Regions from separate parts of the Camelus bactrianus genome. Here region 2 is linked to region 1. A link is a contact called in public Hi-C data. All regions are on one chromosome and are shown on one strand. The core of a region is the stretch at or near the end of the contact, and the rest is flanking DNA. Distances in the headings are between cores, read along the strand shown.

Region 1 (5,737 bases), core at 1,019-3,518:
GAAAATGAAGATACAGCTGTTCAATCTGACATCTTTCCCTGGTAATTATTCCTATTTCTGTTCATTCCTACTGCAGTTGCTCTAATTTGAGCCACCATCATTGCTCAGCTGGTCCACTGCAGCAGCTTGCCAACTGTTCTTTCCACTTCCAAGGCTTGCTCTTTCCTTATCTATTTTATTACACTGAAGTCGGAGTGAGCGTTTCTACAGAACAACGTTATTATTCCTCTACCCTCCTTTAGACCCTTCTTTGAGTCCCTTTTGCTCTTAATTTGTAAGGACCCTGCATCATCTGGCCTTGGTCTAATTTCCATTCTTATCTCCCAACTTTCTCCCAGTTGCTCCCTGGGCTCCAGCCATGTTGTAACCTGTTTCTTTTAATGCCCAAAAGTCACATCTTAAGGTTTCCCTACATACTGTAGTAAACTTATCTGTAACTGTCTCTCACCACTTCCTCCAACCCCCTTTCTGCCAAGTTTTTCCAGTTAACTTCTACTTACTGGCTTTCAGGTCTCAACTTTTACTTTTCTTCTTCAGGAAAGTCTTTCATGTTACTCCAGACTTGGTAGGTCCTTGGTTGATGGTCTGATCATTCTAAGTACTTGCTATCCCTCCCCTAGATGTGTTATACCTCCCTCTCCTAATAGTGTCAATATTCCACATAACACACTTCGGGATATTCTACATTATAACTTTCAACACACTTTAGTTTATTGTTATTATATGTTTAGTTGTCTGTCCTCCTGACCAGAGTGTAAACTCAAGAAGGAAGGGTCCTGTGTCTATTTCATATACCACGGTACCCCTAGTGTTTTGTATACTGCCTTGACCACCCATAATAATGACAAAGACTTCTTAACCAGACTGTAGCATGGCTACTAGTAGCTTAAGGCCATGTCCCCAGGATGAACCCTGTCTCCCTTAAAATGCCTGCCTGAGAAAGCTCAACACTGCCAGGAATTTACTGTTTGTTCCAACCCAAAACAGGTATAGGCATACAGGCTGCTGAACCTCCTTTAAAGCAGTTACTTTAGAAATCTTGCAATTATAAATCCTTTCTCTGCCACTTTGAGATATAAGTCTTCTGTCACCCAAAACTGTCTTCTCAAGGACCTGAGAATTGTATCCTCCCAGCCTGGTGGGTACCTTGCTCTAAGTTGTACCACTGCCTGCCATAAAGATGTGAGAAGTCTATTTCTCCTACATATAAGTGCCAGTTAACAAAATTAACAAACCTGGGTGGCCTAGTCACATGGACCAATACCCCTTTGCACCCTTCAGTGCCTTTGCCTTAGCACACCCGTCTTTAAAGTCTCCAGCCTTTCGGGGAAGTTCAGTTTAGTGCAGTTCATGATGTACCCACTTCCTTAATGCAATAGTTATTACTGAATAAAATCTATCCTTACTGCTTTAAACTAGTGCCTGGCTTTCATTTTCTTTGACAGTAAGCACACTAGTCATTGAATTAGTTAATAAACAGGTACTATATAGGTGTGAACAGCTGGGAGAGAGGGTAGTTTCATTGTTTCAAAGCTTCTTTTAGGGTTTCTTCTATCCCCCCTCTCCTACCCTCCAAGAAGTTACTTATTTTCTTTCGTAATTTTTAACTATATGAAAGATGCCAATTACATCCAAATTATCCACAGTGCATTTTGGGATTAAATCAGATTATTGTAGACAAGTATAGAAAGCTATCTAAAAAGGTCACACACCTAAATGTCAATTCTCTGGTTTCTCTCGTAAAATTTTTTCCCTTTCCTTTGGCTTAAAAATTTAAAAAGTTTTACCATTTCTATTTCTGGGCCAATGACAAGAGTTCAGTTCAGTCCAGAAAGACACGTGGGCGGGTTAAAAGTGGTTGCTGGAGTGAGTTTGGCTAGACCTTGGCTACAAATGGCCCTCACATTTCTCCCCTCTGCGCACAGCACTCTGCTACCTACGCCTGCGGGCTTCCGCTATTTCTCCAAAATCTTATCCAGTTAAACGTTCCTGTTGGTACTTTCAGAAGCCCGGAACGCCCTGAGCAATCCGAGACTTTCAGCGTCAATTCATACTTGATTCACACAACCCGCAGCGTTTCCTCTCCTGCTCTCCAACCCCAGCCTCGGCCTCCGCTTCCAGCCGCGCCCGAGCATTGGCGGAGGCTGTCACGTGCTAGGACCCGGGAGTGAAGCCTGCGCCGCCATTTTGATTTCTGGCGGCCCCCTAGGGGAAAGGATTGGGCTGCTGACCAGCCACCCGGAGTTCCGGCCCTTGTGCGCAAGTGCGGAAGTGTGTTGGCCCCGAATGTGATCGGCTTCCGGCCAGTGGTGCCTCTCCGGCCAGCCGGAGACGTGTAACGGACGGTGGGACGCAGCCATGGCTGAGAGGAAGCCTAACGGTGGCGGCGGCGCCGCCTCCACCTCCTCTTCGGGCACTAACTTACTGTTCTCGTCCTCGGCCACGGAGCTCAGTTTCAACGTGCCCTTTATTCCGGTCACCCAAGCCGCCGCTGCCTCGACCTCCCTGCTCTTGCCCGGAGGTAGTAAAGAGAGGGGAGTCCGGTGGGGCAAGTGTGTGCAGGGAGGCGGGCGGGGGGCGTGGGGTGATGAGGGTCGGACGGGAGGCCTGTCTTCTGCCTGGATCCGACCCTCTTGGTAGCTTGCTAGGGCCATCAGTGGCCAAGTTTGAGTGGCCTGGGGACTTTGGGATCTTGGGGGCAGGGGCCAGGCTCTTCGTCGAAGGAACTCTGTTCCGATTGCTGGCCACTCCTGTATTGGCATTTCACAAATTTTTGTTTAACACCTACAGGTGTGCCAGGTGCTTTCAGGGGATGCAAATAAATTAGTGCTGCCTCTCCTAGGATACAGTAGGGTATCTCCTAGGATAGACACGTAACAGTTGCAAGAGTTAAGTACAGAATACGGTCCTCATCTTTCAAGGCAGTGCATCATTTCTCTAAGGAGCTCTTGCTTGTTCTTAGGACCCGACTCCTATGTGCACCCTAGCTCTTTGTTCATATCTTTATTACAGTCTAGGGAGATTGCATTTTAAAGATTATGTGGCATAACCTGGCTGGTGTTTAGGAGCGCAGAACTTTTTCCAGCCTTAGCCCAGCAAATAAGTTACTGTGCGACTTCAAGCATGTTACTTTACCTCTCTGTGCTTCATTTTCCATATATATATATATACAGCCTCATCGGGCTGTAATGAGAAGACAATTGATTCTTGTAAAGCACTGAATATAGGGTCTGGATATAAATGTTTGTGAAATAAACATATCTGCTTCTTTGGACCGTGGGCTTCTTGACGTTTGCAACTGTGGGCAACTTGACGTATGACTTATTTACTTTTTTATTTCTAGGATCTTGTTTAGTGTCTAACACATAGATCCTCAGTAAATGCTGAATATTTTTCCATTGAATAATTATTCTAGCTTGGAGGACTAAGGAAAGTTTCAGAAAGTGAAGAAGGACAAGCAGAAGGCAGCTATACATGAAAGTTCCCCCTCGTTAGTGTTATGTTTCTTCTTGGTGCTTTTCACCATCTGACATGTGCACATTTTTTCCCATTAGAATGTAAGCTCCCTTAGAGCAGGAACTTATATGTAGAACAGTGCTTAGTATGCTGTAGACCAGTTTTTCAGTAGAGACTTGTTGAACAGATAAAAGGATGGGAGTCAGGAATATGTATGTCTTGTTTTGAGAGTGTGTCTGAAAGGTGAGGCATTGCCATTTTGGTGGAGGACTAGCATGGCTGGAGCAGAATGTTCTGGGAGGGTGCAGGAATAAATAAAGCCGTACATGGGATTTTCATATCATCCTCTGTTTCACAAATGTTTGGCTCATGCCCATCTTCCTTGCTGAATAGTATTTTGTTTGTGTGTGTCACTATCAATTAATGCTAAACATTTTCATGTTCAAGTACAGGATAATTTGCCTTGGAGACAGGTTTCTTAGAGATAGGTTATTTAATAAGAAAATTAATAGTTTTTAGGGCTAAAATTCTGGATCAAATATTTTCCCACCTCTGAAAAAGATTTGATCATTAGAAACCTGTTTAGAGAATTTCCAAAGACAAAAGGACCTGTCACATTGGAAGCAATTGGACACACATTAGTGAAAGAGACACATAGGAAGCAGTTTTCATTCATTCAGCAAACATGGATTGGGCAGCTTCTGTTTGCCAGGCTCTGTTCCAGATGTCAGGGAGACACAGAAGAGCAGACAGCATTGCCCTTGGTGACTGCGTAGTATGTACAGACACACTGTACCCAGCTGTGTAAGTTATTGTGATGCAGGTTTTTGATGGCTTGAAAGAGGGATCGATATGCTGCTGTGAGAGCTGTGGGTGTCAGGCTGGCTGACCAGGGAGAGGACATCTCATAGGCCTTCAGGGCTTCACAGAGGAGGTGATTTGTGAGCTGGGTGTTGAAGGGTACAAAGCAGTTAGGGAGTCTGGGCAGATAGGCGTGTGTAAGAGTCTGGAGGTGTGAGAAAACCTGCAGATTTGGTGGGATTTGGTGGTAGGTGTTCACTTTTTCTCTCTCTCCTTCCTCTGCTCCTTCTCTCTTGCCCCATTCCTTGCCTTATCCCAGATCAGCGTGGCTAAAGCAAGTACAGGGGAGTGGCTCAAGCGGTCAGTGGGGACCAGATCACGAAGGGCCTCATATACCATACTGAGGAGTTTGTAGTTCCTCCTGTGGGGTGGGGGTGTGCCCTTAAACGGTTTTAAGCAAGGCATTGAAATTAGAGTTGTTTCAGAAAGACTGGAATTTTCTGAGATTACATGGGAGTAAAGCTGACTGTAGCAAGAGCTGTCAGTCTGGAGGCCATTGTGAGGCAGGAGTGGGTGGCCCTCTAGCCTAGCCACACAGAAGAACAGTGAGCAGATGTGAGAGATTTTTAGACCATCAGATTGTTGGGACTTAGTGACTCACTGTCAATGCAAAGGCCTCTTCTCTCGGTTCAGTTTTAACCCCAAGACCCATCTCCACCTGGCATATAATGGATACTGTGTATGTATTTCTTTAACGAGGATCTGAATGATTAAAGGAAGGGCATGAGAGACAGGAAGGAGTCAGAGAGGTTCTGGTTTGAGCGTCTGGATGGATGTTGGCAGACTTCTATTGCAATAGATCTGTGAAAGGAGCACACGGAGGGGGACAGTTTAGATGACGAATTCAGTTTAGGCTTACTATGTGGCTGAACCTGTCAAAAGTATTGAGGAAGCAGTTGGAAAATAGGTTCTGGGACGCATGAATCAATCTCGATTTGAGACAGAGTTGGGAGTGTCACAGGTACACAAGTGCTCATTAAAGTAATGGGTCTTGATGCCAAGTGTGTCCACATGTAATTAGAAAGTGTCCCTGAGGTGAGGCTGCTGGCAGCTTTTAGAGATCGATGCTTCGTTTGTAATTGATGCTAATCAGAAAAAAGTTTCTCGAATCAGGTTGATCCCAAGTTGTCTTAAAGGATGAAAGATACCACAGTGTTTTTTTCCATTCTTTTAGATGTTGAGATATGAACTAAGAAATATGGGTCCAAGTGAGGTTCATGTGACTGAAAAGAGAGGTAGGAGCCGGAACTGTATGAAAAAAGTAGAATGAAACAAGCAGACCTAGGGCCTTGTGCAGGAAGTGGTATTTTTAGGTACAAAGAAACAGCACAGAGGAGTATTTTGAATAGTGGAGGATCTCAGTCAAGTTAGTGTGTGTGGAATATAGTGGGAGCATCCTAAGAGCTGAAGCCAGAATCTC
Region 2 (5,737 bases), core at 1,460-3,959, 220 kb before region 1:
CAGACTTAATGCTAATTTAATGAAAAGAATTTATAATCATTGTAAAATATTTGAGTACCTCTTACGTTCCAGGCAGTGACCTAAGTGCTGCAGGGGTAAGACCTAGGAAGATGCAGCAGTCCTTGTCTAAAAAAAAACCCTTCCCATGGAGAAGAGCAGGAGGAGGAAAAAGGAAGACAGAACAGTAAACATGGACTGACATACAGGTACAATGAAGCTCAAGATGTTTCTTTATTTATATGCACACACGTCACATTTTTAGACAACTGCAAACATAGACAACTTAAGTCTCAAAGAACAGGAGACTAGAGAAGGTAGAGATAAAAAAATAAGTGGCAAAGAAGTTAGCTTATTAGTTTATGGTCCAAGGTCTGATGGAGATGAAGACAAGGCAGATGCAAAGATAGTTATATGAATTAAAGATAATGAAATAGCACAACAAAAACCAGGAATTCTTCTTCATAAGGAATAGACAGATAATAAGAAACGTGCCATAAAAATTTACCAATTATTCAGTAGCTACTATGATGCAATGATGACATTTCAGATTTTTAAATACAATATAACTTTTATCTTTTTTAAATACATGCTAGCTAGGCTCTAAATCCAGCTTTCCCAAATTCTTCCATCAAAAACCAGGTTGCTAACTACCCATTCTTGGCTTCAACAGATGTTAGAGGACAAATTTCAAGTTTGTCCCAGTTCTCTCTTTTCTGGAAAAGAGAGTAGAAATGGAAGACTGCACAAAGCATAACTGCAAAACTTCTAAGCAGGGTTTTTATTCAAGCAGTTGATGTGCTTAAGTTGGACTCAAATACTCAAAACAGGATAGCAGATACTCTAGTGAGATACTAGAGAAATAGGAATTAAAAAGTGCAACCCTGCCCCACCAAGAAAACAAAAACCCAAACTTGTATCAATATTTAACATAGGTATCTATCTTCTTTACAGAGCAAACTTTCTTTGATAGGAGTAAAGAGATGAGAAACGAGTCAAACTTCCTGAGTACCCATTCACTTTCATTTATTCCCCAAAAAGTAATTTCCCCATCAGATTGCAGAGCCAAGTGAACTATGATCATATCAATACCAGGCAGGGGCAACAGAAAACAAAGCAACAATCTGACTGCCTCCTTGTACTCGAGGCAGGTGTGCTGAGCTTCAAGAGGCTAGGAAAATGCAAGGTGCCCAACTTAAACATTTAATTAAAATTACTCACACTTAAAAAAATCAGGAGGAAAAAAAAAGGAGTGCTACACTATTTGGAAAGGAATGCAAATGCTGAATCATCACTCTTCATTAGGAAAGGAAGGAAACTCGAATAAGCAGCTGGAAGATGAAATTCATTCATTACATTGGGCTTCAGGGTAAAGAGCAATACAGCAAGATGGAAGAAAAAGCGCTCAAAAGATGTACATCGAATAGCTGATAAAAACATCATTTTATCCAACTCTGAAGGTCTTGACGCACAAACAGAATAGGAGGAGATAACACTAACAGAGCAAAAGCACTTAAACAACTAGTTGTCAGTTTAGCGTAGATAGCGCTCAAACCAAACTTCGTCATCCAAGAAGGGAAAGATGCTCCCGCCGCAAGAGGCATCCCTTTTGCACTTCAAAAGTAGCGGGCGCTAGGCGAGTGTTTTCTGACAGCGTGGGCGGGGGCACGTGGGACAGAGAGAGTAGGGGCTTGAGTGGCGGAGAGTGTCCGGCTTCCTGGGAGAGCTTATCTTGGAAGAGCCGGGAGCGACTGGAGCTGGGGACGTGGAGGGCGTGAGTGCTAATTTCTCGCGGCCCGCAAGGGATGTGACTGCGGTCCCACCCCCAGTCCCACCCCCACCAGGCCCAGCCCCTATGGGGACCGCCAGCTCCCGGCCCAGCCCAGGGCCCCAAAAGCAGAGGGGGAGGAGGAGCTCTCCAAGGCCTGACAGCCTCTGCCGTGGGGAAACGCGGCTTAGCAAGGGGGTGCAAACAAGGGAGCGAGAGAAAAAGGTCGAAACAAGCCCCGGACCCCAGGAAGTGACTGTGTTTGGGGGAAGGGAGGGCTTCCTTCCCAAGGAAAAAGGGACAGATGAGGAATGCACTTCGCGTCCGTGCCACCCAGACCAGGGAACCGACAAGAGCCCCGGCTTCGACCTCGCTCTCCTGCTCCCTCCCACAGCGTCCCGCGATGCCCGGGCCTCTCGGCGCCTGGCACCCCCCCCGTCTCGGTACTCACAGAGTCCGGGGCTGCCCGTCGTCTTCCATCATGGTGGGTGCGACGGAGCGATCCCGGGACAAGGGGGAGGGCAGGGCTGGGGAGGGGAGGGGGTGGGGAGGAAGGGGAGGGGGGCTCCGGGCACCGGCTGGGGACAGAGGAAAAGGCACCGAACCCTGCTCGCGGGCTCTCTCCCCCCAGCCCGCTCCGGACACTGCGCTCCAACCGGGAGGAGCAGGAGGAGGAGGAGGAGGATGAACAAAATGGCCGCCGCCACCAGCCAGGCAGGAAACGGGGCAGAGCGCAGGCGCGGCCCGCCAGGTCACCGCTCAGGCCAGCCGCGACGGCCTGAAAAGGGAATAACTGAGTGGGGAGGAAAACGGACCGCTGAGGAAACCCTGTGACCAGTCACGACGGATCACGTCGTCGCTGTGTGCCGGCTGGCTGGCGAAGCCTGGCCAGCTCAAGAAGAGATCGAGTAAAAAGAGAACCGCCGCGCAGCTGAAGTCTCTGGGAATTGTGGTCCTGGAAATGAGAGAGGGAAGCACTTCCCCCAGAGGACTTCTGGGAATTGTAGTCCAAAGGAGACGGCCGGCGCCCTCGCCAGGCAGGGACGCGAAGAAGAGACTTCTGGGTAGTGTAGTCGTACGTGAGACGTGCAGCGACCAGGAAGTCGGCATGCTGGGACGGGAGAGGGAGAATAAACGCGACGTTAAAAGGCGGGGAAACGAGGTTGGAAAAAGCTCTGTCGGGAAAGTAGACTACAAGTCCCAGAGTGCCTCGCGCTGGGGGCTGTCCTAGGATTGCTCCAGGCATTTTTACAGCACTTCGGTTGGCTCAGCCTGAGCTGCTGCTCCGCCTCCGTCCAGCCCGAGAGCGGTTTCTTCAACTGCGGCTAAGGCAGGGCTCTGGCTCCGCGTGGTGTTCGAGTCAGCAGGCCTTTCTGGCCGTCCTCTATAAGACAAAACGGCCCGGCCACGGTCATCAACCGCCGCCCCGCGCGACAGGCGGAGGTTCTGGGGCGGCCCTCGGGCTGGCGCTGAGCTGAAGATGCGCTCGCCGGGGTCCTCCGGCTTTCCAACGGCCGACCGCGTCCTTTGGGCACGTTTTCCCGCAGATAGGTATTCTATCCTAGGTAGGCTGCTTGTAGATTGCTTTACAAGTTTCAAAGGTTTCCCCATCCGTTGTCTCATCGGATAAGGGGATTAGAAGAGCAGCCCTTTACCAGTCAGTGTAAGGGAGGTGATGATGCCCTCCTACACTATTATTTAGTTATTAGAATGAAAAATATTTCGGGAAGAGAGACGTGTAGAGACTTAAGGTTGTGTTTATAGACTTCCATCGTAGAGACGGAGAATGAAGTCTTGCTCGGACATATGGGAAACCATGTTCAAACTGGCTCCTTAAGACCTTGTAGAATTTGTTTTTTCACCCGCAAGAGTTCACGGTGCGCTTTAACCGCCCCCTCTAAGCACCTTTAGGAGAACTTGATTGAGTTTGTACCTGCTTTTGTAGCTCAGTGAAGGCTGAGGGTGAGAAAAGATTTTTCAGCCTGTTGCCGGGGCTTATGGGTCCCAGTTAACCAGTACCTTGCGAATTGGTTCTACAAACACCGCCCCTGAATCTTAATCCTGTAAGGGGAATGCAGCAAAAGTGTTGTGAGGGCAATAACTGGAGGGGGGTGGGGGTGGTGGTCGGATTTCGACCAGGAAGGCTTAGTAGAGGCCATGACGAGGAAGTTGAGCCCCATGAGTCACTGGGAACAGCAAAAGAGCACGGATCCATGGTTAAAATGTATGGGTTTGGAGTAAGGAGGAGTAGGGGAAGGCATGGAGTAGGGGTCTTGAGAGCTAAGTTAGAGGAGTGGACAGGAGCCTTATAGAACCACATTGTTAAGGACTGATACCAGGCCGAGGAGCTTGGGCTTTATCTTCCAGTCAGTGAGGGCTTTTTTTTTCCCCCCTTTAACTGGACCTGGGTATAGAACTGTATTTATCATAATCCGGTTCATCACGGATCCATGCCTGGCCCCCTGTATTAATTCCTGTTGTTGCTGTGACAAACTTAGTGGCTTAAAACAACAGGAATGTATTAACTTACAGTTCTGGAGGTCAGAAGTCCAAAATAAGTTTCACTGAACTAAAGCAAAGGTGTTGGCATGGCTGGTTCCTTCTGAAGTCTAGGGGAGATTGGGTTTCCTGCCTTTTCCAGCTTCTAGAAGCTGCCTGCATTCCTTAGCTTTTGGCCCTTTCATCTTCAAAAACAGCAGCATGGCATCTTCTTTCCTCTCTGACCTCTGTCTGCCACTGTCCTTACATTTCTTTCTGACTGATCTTCCTTCCACCCTCTTTGAGTTACAAGGACCCTTTCTGATTACATTGGGCCAGGATAATCTCATTTCAAGACCCTTAATCACATCAGCAAAATCCTTTTTACTCTAACATAACATATTCACTGATTCTGGGGATTAAGACATAGACATCTTTGGTGGGCCATTATTCAGCCTATCACACCCACCTTTATTAGTTTAGTTACTTTCAAAAATGTAGCAATAGCTGTGAGCCCTCCAAACCTGAAAAAGTTATTAGGACAGCAATTTACGTCTAACTCTTTGGTTTGCCTCACACACAGGCTTACTCATCCCCCTGCCTCCCTCACCTGGGTTAATCATCATCCTGAATCCTGAATTTACCATTTCTTGTTTTCCTTTTTTACAAAGTTTTTATTCCAAATACACATCTACTCTTACTCATACCTATACATATTTCCAAAAAGTGTGTGTATATACACGTATTTTTGATTTGCATTTAGTCTAATGAAAAGAACATCCCCACTACTTAGCTATTAGAATGGCTAAAATCCAAAACACTGATACCACCAAATGCTGGTGAGGATGTAAAACTACAGGTTCACTACTGGTGGGAGTGCAAAATGGCACAACTACTTTGGAAGACAATTTGGCAATTTACAAAGCTAATCATATAGCTTCTAGGTACCTCAAATGAGTTGAAAATTTATGTCCACACAAAAACTTGCACATGAATGTTTACAGCAGGTAGATTCATAATTATCAAAAATTGGAAGCAACCAAGATATCTTTCAATAAATGAATGGACAAACTGTAGTACATCCAGACAATGGAATAGTATTCAGTGGCAGAAGAAAATGAGCTGTCAAGCCACAAAAAAGATATGGAGGAATCTTAAATGCATATTGCTAAGTGAAAGAAGCCAGTCTGAAGAGGCTACATACTGTATGATTGCAACTGTATGACACACCAGGAAAGGCAAAAACTATGGAGACGGTTAAAAGGTGAATGGTTGCTGGAGGTGGCGATGAATGGGTGGAGCACAGAGCATTTTTACAGTGGTGAAACTCTTCTGTGTGGTACTCTAATGGTGGATCCCATTGAATGTATAACACAAAGAGGAAATCCTAATGTGAATTACGAACTTTAGTTAATAATAATGTATCAACATTGGTCCATCGTTTGCAACAAATGTACCACATAAATGCAGGATAGTAATTACAGGGAAAACTAT

Evidence for each region. A called contact is a pair of places that touch in the nucleus more often than the background predicts.
Region 2: a contact with region 1 is called in a Hi-C map of liver, with 6 times the contacts expected there. The contact joins the promoter of TIAL1 here to the promoter of SEC23IP in region 1. A contact is called at or near these places in 2 of 2 Hi-C or Micro-C datasets (blood and liver).

What each region holds. Positions count from the first base shown.
Region 1 is chr11:26,629,229-26,634,965 of ASM4877302v1, reverse strand. It overlaps SEC23IP (SEC23 interacting protein), which reads left to right and starts at 2,268. Exons shown (of 19, transcript XM_045506545.2): 1 at 2,268-2,521. The coding sequence starts at 2,359.
Region 2 is chr11:26,853,925-26,859,661 of ASM4877302v1, reverse strand. TIAL1 (TIA1 cytotoxic granule associated RNA binding protein like 1) reads right to left here and starts at 2,709. Exons shown (of 12, transcript XM_074373541.1): 1 at 2,217-2,709. The coding sequence starts at 2,248.